Linked DNA regions of Mus musculus: all the other regions are linked to region 1. The links are chromatin contacts, called in public HiChIP or PLAC-seq and promoter capture Hi-C maps. All regions are on one chromosome and are shown on one strand. Each heading gives the region's core, a stretch centred on a gene start, on an enhancer-like site or on the middle of the called end of the contact. The rest is flanking DNA. Distances are from core to core; before and after follow the strand shown.

What was found. Promoter capture Hi-C pulls out the DNA fragments that hold promoters and counts their contacts. HiChIP or PLAC-seq counts read pairs in DNA pulled down with a chosen protein or histone mark.
Region 2: a contact with region 1 is called in a promoter capture Hi-C map of embryonic stem cells, with 5 read pairs. The contact joins the promoter of Rasl10b here to the promoter of Rffl in region 1.
Region 3: an H3K4me3 HiChIP or PLAC-seq map of bone marrow-derived macrophages shows a contact between it and region 1, with 6 times the contacts expected there. The contact joins the enhancer-like site here to the promoter of Rffl in region 1. A contact is called at or near these places in 2 of 39 promoter capture datasets (cranial neural crest and second pharyngeal arch cranial neural crest), 7 of 484 Hi-C or Micro-C datasets (LSK cells, cardiomyocytes, cerebellum and 3 more), 7 of 115 datasets of contacts at active chromatin or transcription factors (bone marrow-derived macrophages, embryonic basal ganglia, embryonic forebrain and 4 more) and 1 of 9 other capture datasets (embryonic stem cells).

Annotation. Positions count from the first base shown.
Region 1 is chr11:82,869,789-82,872,488 of GRCm38.p6, reverse strand. It overlaps Rffl (ring finger and FYVE like domain containing protein), which reads left to right and starts at 1,279. Exons shown (of 7, transcript NM_001007465.3): 1 at 1,279-1,481. It also overlaps a transcript of Rad51d not described here.
Region 2 is chr11:83,408,437-83,411,136 of GRCm38.p6, reverse strand. It overlaps Rasl10b (RAS-like, family 10, member B), which reads right to left and starts at 1,449. Exons shown (of 4, transcript NM_001361568.1): 1 at 1,256-1,449.
Region 3 is chr11:82,005,741-82,008,440 of GRCm38.p6, reverse strand. No RefSeq gene overlaps it. Among named protein-coding and RNA genes, the nearest start is that of Gm31522, 20 kb to the right of the region's middle. Within about 2 kb of position 1,335, at least 101 of the 459 cell types and tissues checked have an H3K27ac peak or open chromatin away from gene starts, as enhancers often do. A contact at or near this core is called in LSK cells and bone marrow-derived macrophages, where this site is marked.

The sequences.
Region 1 (2,700 bases), core at 30-2,529:
GGTGCGTCAAAGGAACGGAAACCAGAAAGGGAAGGGAGAAAATGATATACACCTTTGTGGAGGAAAAAGTCCGGAGAGAAGCGGAGCTCATAGGGAACTGCAGCAAAGCGAAGCTGCAGAAATAAGCAGGCAGGAGAAAGGGGCAAGGGGCGAACATCCAACTCAGGTGCCAGGGGTCCTTAGAAGGCGGGGCTCCCTGTACACTCCAGGTTGGAGAAAGAAAGAGTTTTGCATCTGAGTTCTGCTTTTCTCTGTGTGGAAGCTCGAAAATTACTTAAAATGTAGATCCTTGTTGATAACAAGCATATAACAGTACAGAGCGTGCTGGGGTGTTCTGAGAACTGGAAATAGCAAAGGGCTTATAAAGTGAGTCTGGTACGGATGCACATATTTTAGCTCTGGTTCCCTTCTGATAGTCTTTATTTTAAAATACAAGGGGTAGCACTGTGGTAGAGCACTTGTCTAGTATGTACAAAAATCCCAAGCACCAAAATATTGAATAAATCAAAATACAAATTGCTCAGGAAAACTCTGAGAGGTCTTTGATGGGAACCTGAAGCATAAGAAAATGATGTCACTAGACACCAGCCAGAAGAATTAGCATTTATATGACTTCCGTGACTAGGCATCTTCTTAGATCACTGGCTAATGATCCCCTATGCTACCCTGGTGTTTTATGCTTTACTAAGGCCTTTGTGCATTATCTCATTTAATGTGCGGGCCCAACCGGCCTTTCTGGGATGGGGAAGATATTGGAAAGGTTAAGTGCCTGCCAAAAGGTGCACGGGTGATGAACGATGGCTGGGTGGTTTCTTAGCAGTCGTTTTTATTGTACTGCAACCTTTCTCAGCTGTGTCCCCACCTTCCTAACATGAAAGTAGCTTATCCAAGGAGGAAAAGACAGGTTATGATGCCCCACTGAATTGGCTTTTAATATCGCCAAGAAACTTAATAAATTAGATGAGTCTGGGGTTCTGGAAATCTGTCGGGTACGATGAAACATGAAATCAAGGGTTCAATATTCAAACTTTACTATAAAGCTAGTTAGTGATCTTAAGGGACTTGCTCAAGATCACCACATAAGGGATTGGTTGGCTCGGCCTAGACTGGGGACTCCACACCTAGCCGGGCTCCGACAGAGGGCGCTCGCGGAGGCTTGCACTCTAGACCGCCGCGCGCCCGATTCCTCTCTATGGTGGCGGGGGCGTGCGCTCCCGCGGGGGTGGGGTGGAGGGCGGGGCCGCAAGCCGGGAGGGCGGGGCCGCACGCTGGACGGGCGGGGCCCACGCCGAGCCGCGGGGGACTGGGTTAGTGGGGGTGGACTTCCTGGGGCCGCCCGTGAGGATGTGGTTCGGGCACCCGGGCGCCCCTCAGGCGTGGAGTTGCGGCGGCCGCAGACCCCGCAGCCCCGCTGCCTGAGTGGCCGCGGTCGGGATCTGGCCTCTGCCGTCCCAGGTGTGGCCCGGCAGCGTCCGCGGCAGGTGAGGAGGCGGTGGCTGTGGCTGTGGCGGGTTGGGCTGGAGGATCCGGTGCTTCAGGCTGTGCTCCGGGGGGTGTGAGGATCCAGCTGCGCTCCGGGAGTGGGGCAGCCCTTTCCAGGAACTCCCCACCGCCAGGTCACCCCACACCTGTCCCATGAAAGTGCCGCAAAGCATTTCGTCTGTGTGCGCCGTAACCCGGGACGTGTGTCCTCAACTTGTACCCAAGTGTCGTAAGAACCCGGTAGGTCCTGGGGAAGGATGCATTTCTGTAGGACAGAAAACCGTCTACAGAGGCAGAGCTTTGGCGGCACTGGCTCTCTACCAGGAGGACCCTGGAGATTCGGAGTTTGGAGGTTAGATGGGAAGTTTGGGATGCTGCTCTCCCCTCCTCCCTCCTCCCTGCCAGAGTCTGCTGTCTGCCTCTTGGGAGTCGACCTCTGTCCCCGACGTGTGTTAGGTCGCCACTGTGTGGTCCTGGCCGAGACTCAGAGGGAAGTAGGGCCCCTCTCCAGCTGGCTGCCCAGGAGACATTTGACCGGGCATGGGGAAGTCTGGGTAGATCAGGGGAGTCCACAGCCTTTCCTGGCGTCTGTTTGAGCTCCGATTTAAGACCGGTAGAAAAAAACAACAGCAGCGTACTTCTTCCTTTTTTCTTTTTTTTTTTAAAGCTGTCATGGGGGTGGGGGGGTGCTGTTGTGTAATCGAGGAAGATTTCCACATTCCTCTCAGTCCACCACGGGGAAGATTATTCTTAGCTCGGAAATGGGGTTTTACCCACAACTCACACTCTGTGCCCTGGTTAAAGGCTAGAGTGACGCATGAACAAACACCCCAGGATGCGTGTGGCCTTCCAAGAAAATAGTAACCTCCTTATGTATGTTTTGGCTGGTGGCTTGGAGAACCGAGAGACTTCCTGTCGCCACTTTTGAGAGCTGCATGGTGGTTCTTGCCTTGACAGTTCAGTATACTGAAATGTGGGCAAGGCTGTTCGAATACTGTGGCATTTTTCTAGGAATGGAAGGGGACTATGTCCTGGGCAGTTTGTAGAGTTCTAAGACCAAAACTGGCCGTATATTTCCTTTGTGGCAGCTTCCTTATCCTTCCCTCCTCTCCCCCCCCCCCCCATTCTTTCTAATGTTAGCAACTGTTTGTAAAATTTCATATTTGCTAATTCTGGACTCCAGAGTACAGTTAAAAAGTTGTGGTTTATTGGAGGACA
Region 2 (2,700 bases), core at 200-2,699, 540 kb before region 1:
CACGGAAAGCCCAGTGCCTGGCACAGAGAAGGTATTGCAATGAACCGTGGCTACTTGTCCTCTAAGGTTTTCCCAGACGCTCAGTTGAACCTCCTGGCAATCTAGGAATGGGTCACTATCTACAGTTGCATGGGCTCATAAACTTGCAGTGTGTGTACCTGGGCATCCATATGTCCATATGCATGTATATGATGCCTTTCATTTTATTGAAGAACAAAAATCCATCACCAATAAATCAAGACCCAGAGACTTAGGGAAGGAAGCCACCTTAGCTAAGACTAGGACTCTAATCTCTCTTGTGCCTGCCTCATGCATGTCCCTTCCCCAACAGGTGCTCCTCTGAGCCTGCTTCCTACGGAGACAAAACTAACGCTACCACCACGCACAACCCTTCAGGTCCCTAGGCCTCTGGGGCATCCCTGGATGCTGCCAGCTTAGCAAAGAGGCTCAGCTGGGTTAATTACATAACAGCACGAGCAGGTGGGGATGGGGGAGTCCTGGGCCTTCGAGAGGGCAAAGAGCAAGAAAGAAGAACACGGACTCACTCTGGGTGTGGCAGAGGTTTCAGGATGTATCCTATCTGCAGATTCTCAAGCCCCCAAACCAACTCTTTTTGAGTAGTAGCAGACACGAAAACCAGGTACAGTCTGGGAGTCAAGAAGTGGGTACAAGAACAGCCCCCTATGCACTGGCAAGCCTCTGGAGCTACCAGGCCTAAGTGTGGCCCTGTCCCCAACTCAGAGGGAACAGATGCCCCTTCAGTTCTTCCCAGGCACAAGTCCTGGGTCTAAGCAGTTTACTAAGCCCACATGCCTAGTTATGTGGGGGTGAAAGGTCTGTCCCAGGAAGCAGGGCCCAGGCCCCCTGAGCTTCCCCAGGGCCTGCATTCTGCAGTGAGTCTGCAGACAGCTCCCGGCAAGAGGCAGGGGTCACACACTCGGGCCACAGTCTCTTTTTAGTCCCTTCCCCGGCCTGGACATCTTGGGTCTCTACCTCACACTGGGAAGGTCGGGGGTTCTGAGGATCCTAAAGGCCGGGCCGTACGTCCTCGGGTGGTGAGTCCCTACCACGTCCGCGTGGGGGTGGGGGCGCCGGCGGATGCCGGGCTCCCAGTGACCCGATCGGTGGCAGGTGTGGGGGCTGCAGGAGCCCCGCTGGCTGCCGGCTCCAGCTCCACTCCGGCTTGCCCGCTGCCCCCTCCCCGGGCTGCCCCTCACCCCGCGGTCGCCCCGCTCCTCCTCCTCCTCCCGCTTACCCGGGGCCGTCCCGGCTGCCTGCCCCCTGCCCTGGCCGGCGCGGCCGCGCTCCCCCCGGGCTCCGGCGCTGCCTTGGGCTCCCCCGCCCGGGGGGAGGATGAGGGGCGCCGCCCGCGGCCCGGGCGCGGCGGGCTGGGGCGCGGGGGGCCGCAGCACCGAGGGTCGCTCAGCTGCTCGCCCTGCGGAGCGCGCCGCCCCACTCGCGCCGGCGGAGGGGGAGGCGGGCGCGGGGGGTTCCGCTGGGTCCCCGAGCCCGACGGATTCACTGGGGCGCCGCGGGACCAGCTCCCCAATCCCTAACCTCAACCTTCAATCCTCCCCTACGCCCCCGACCCCCGCGACTCTCCCCTGGGAGAAATTAGCTCGAGCCTGGACGAGTTGGGGGCGGGGACGAGAAAGGCCCCGGAGCCTCTGCCTTCATTGCGACTCCCTTCCCACACAGCCTCGCACCCTGCCCTCGGCAGGGCTCGTCCCCTCCTCCCCACGCTGTCCTTTTGACCCTTACCGATACAGTCAGTCAGTGACTGGCAGATGCCCAGCGTGTGTCCTGCCCTGGTTGCTGGCATCCAGATTCTTGCTCTTCCACCCCTGAAGGACGGAGTAGAGGGTGGTCACTCTCACCCTTCACTGCGGCAGGGAACAGCAGGCCAGGCTAGTGCCAAGCAAAGCTGGTCCCCTGCCAAAGCATGACCTCCACTCCTCTAAGGCTGCGGATCCCTCTCCTTTGAGATCCCAGCATTTGCAGGGCTTGAGGGTGCAGTTCCTCTTGTATTTAATCTAAAATAGTCCTCACCAACATATTTTTATCAGTAGGTAACATTCCAATGTGGTAAGAGCTTTGCCTAAATCCTCAAGTTAAATTCCCAGAACATTCCACGAAGGAGGTTGTTTCCCCCATTTTACAGATGAGATCACTGAGGCTGAGAAAGGATGAGTAACTACTTTTACTTAAATGCAAAATGGAATGCTAAGGCTGTGTCACTAGCAGGGCAGCTTTGCTTCGGAAAAGCTCAGCAGAGGGCTCACATAGTCCAGTGGAGAGGCCACAGACAAATTCCTTTGTGAAGTCAAAAGGGGTCTTAGAGGGCAAATCAGGTGGGCCACTTCAGAGAGGTCAGCTGAGGCTAGGAGCAACTGAGAGTCCAGAGACCTGACAGAATGCTTCAGGCTGGAAGAATGGGGTCAGAAGAGGCTGACAGAGGTTATGACCCTGACTGCTTCTTGTTCCCCTAAAAGGGTCTCAAAGACCCCCGTTTTACTTTTCTTGTTGGTGTGGCAAGTACCTGACAAAAGCGACTTAGTTTTGGCTATTGTGATGACAATAGACACATCTATTGTAGCCAGAAGGCAAAGTGGTGGGAATGTGAGGTCCCTGGCACTGTGCATGCAGCCTGGAAGCAGAGATGCACGTTAGCGTTAAGCTCAAATTTCAATTTCCCCTTTT
Region 3 (2,700 bases), core at 86-2,585, 860 kb after region 1:
CCTTGTTCTGTACATTTCTGCCAGTGACCTCGGAGCCCAGCCTTGAAGGCTGAATGGGGTCTGGAGGTAGGAGAATATTCCTGAAAACAAGACTTGAGGAAGCCTGGAGAAGGAGGTAAGGGTGAGGGAGAAGGACATCCAGTGAACCTTTCCTGTGCTTGGGAACTGAGGCCTGGGGAGGAAAGCTGCCATTGGGAAGGACAGGCCTTGCCTAGTTTGGCTACAGCCAAGGCTGTGGGGAACGTGGAGGCAGGGTGATGCTGGAACGATGGGCTATGGCCAGGTGTCAATAACCTTGCAGACTGTGCTGTAAAAACGTTAGCACTTTGGGGAACAGAGATCTGTCAGCACACACCAGCGCGAAACGATCAGAGGTCTGATGGAGGAAGATCACTCACTTGGGAATATGGAGGATGGATTTGGTCTGTTTGGCTGTGATGCCAAGCAGCATCAAAAGAATATGGCAGAATGCATTAGGAATGTTAGCATTAGCATGTTGCTATGCTACTACCCAGCTTCCCCAGCCTGCTAGATAGAGGGATAGCCATTTCCCCTATTTCTCCTATGAATCCTCTCCCCCTCCCCATCCTCCTCCTTTTCCTCCTCTTTCTCCTCTCTCTTCCTCTTCTCTCTCCCTCTCTCTCTCCTCTCTCCCTCTCCTCTCTCTCTCTCCCTCCCCCCTCTCTCTGTGTGTGCTCTCGGGTGTGTATGTGTTCCAGTCCCTGGGGGAGCATGTGATGACTGTAAATTCAGGCTCCCTTTGTCTGGGTGGACTTGAGGTCCTGTGTTCTTCTTCAGTCTCCCAATGATAGAGATGTCAGTTCTCCAGGGTCCATGCTGTGTACTGAGATGCAGAGGGAACGATGACAATGTTCTACTCCAGCCAGCAGCTTTGCTGCACCTTCTGTATGCATTCAAGTCTCAACCAGCAGGAATCAGTTAGGACCACTCTTCTCGTTTTACTGATAACGAGTTAGCATTTTTAAGCTTCAAGTAAATGTATTCAAAGCTGCAGGGACAGGCTAACTCAGTCTCTGAATCCTTCACACCATGCTGAGCAAACATCATGCAGCCAGAGTCTAAGGACTTCTCATTAAACTTCAGGCCATTTGTGCAGAAAGCCAGTCGCTGTGTATTAACCACAAGAGAGACCGGATCATTACTCATAACTGCAAAGGAAGGAAGAGGCAGTTTTCTCTTTTTCTCTTGTGACCAAGAGGGAAGCCTTTAAGGAAGAGGCTTGCATGACCGTGAACGAACATGAGAGAGCTATGAGATCAGCAATGCCGGCTCTTAAACGGCAGTGTTTGATTCAGCCTTAGTGTAATGGGGCTGGGGAGGAAGCAGTGTCTTCTGGTCTTGGTGCTGCCGTTGATTAGTACCCCCAGTGGACACACTCGTGCTGTGTGACGAAGCTGGGAAGGCAGCCCAGGAATGTCTTCTTTCCTCTGGGGGGACTGGAGGGGGACTTAGGGATTCAGGACATTGTGCAATCTGCTGTCGCAACACTCGTGCTGGGGTTTCCCGTTTTCTCCAGCCAGATCTGAAAGTAAGAGCAGAGGCTAGTGGGAGGTAGTATTTAGGCTCCAGACTGGACAGTGCCTTTGGAGCACCAAGACATAGTAACTGAGAGCAGCTTTTGCCCCTAGGTTGTCCATCTGTCAGTATGTGTGCTGACCAATGTGCTTGACATTTGAACTTCAGTGTCCAGTATCCAGGGTGGCAGGGCAGGTGTGATAGGTCAATGACCAGCCTTCACATAACCTGCTAATTCTTTTTTAAATTTTCTTATTTTTAATTAAAATATAATTATGTAACTTCCCCTCTTCCTTTTCATCCCTCCAACACCTCTTATATGCCCGCCCTTACTCAAATTAATGGCCTCTGTTTTATTGTTTATATGTATTTATAAATGCATAAATATATAAATATGATCTGCTGAGTCTGTTTAGTGTTGTTTGCCTGTATTTCAGGGCTCACCACTTGATGTTCATGCCTAACTGGTTATCCAGTTATTCAGTAGGAGATCATAGCAGGTGTTAACTGTGAGTAGTTCTTGTCTAGGAGTGGGGCCTCATGGGATTTCCTTCTTCTGTGGAAGCCTGTCCGTTGAGGTTGTCATTGTTTGGGTAGTATTTGGACCTGCTGAAATTTGAGTTACAAAGTAAGGATAGAATGTATTTTTAATATACTCTTCTAGGTTGTTCCTATAGGCTTCAAGTCTTGGGACTCACCTCTTCATAGACTCCACGAGCAAAGTGAGAGAGCAGAGAAAGAAGTTGTACTCTGCAGTCAGATAAATCCCGCACACTTGGCCCCTGCCCTTGGAGCTTATTAACTGTGTAATTGTGTGCCTGATCTCCTGACCTCACAGATTTGCATCTGTACATTGGGTTTATGGTGCTCAGTCTAGAGTGATGGGTGAGAGTCCCAGGAAGAGGAAGTGTACAGATGCCTGCCAGGCACCAGCTGCTTAAGGACTGCTTGTGAGATTACGTTAAAAAAAAAAGTATCTACCTGTTTCTGTGCTTTTGTTTTCCTTGTTTTCATACACACACACACACACACACACACACACACACACACACACACACACACACACATTTGGTATGATATGTATATGTGTGTGTATATATACACATATATTTGGTGTATATATATAGTGTGTGTGTTATGTACTTGTGTTTGTGCTTGTTAGTG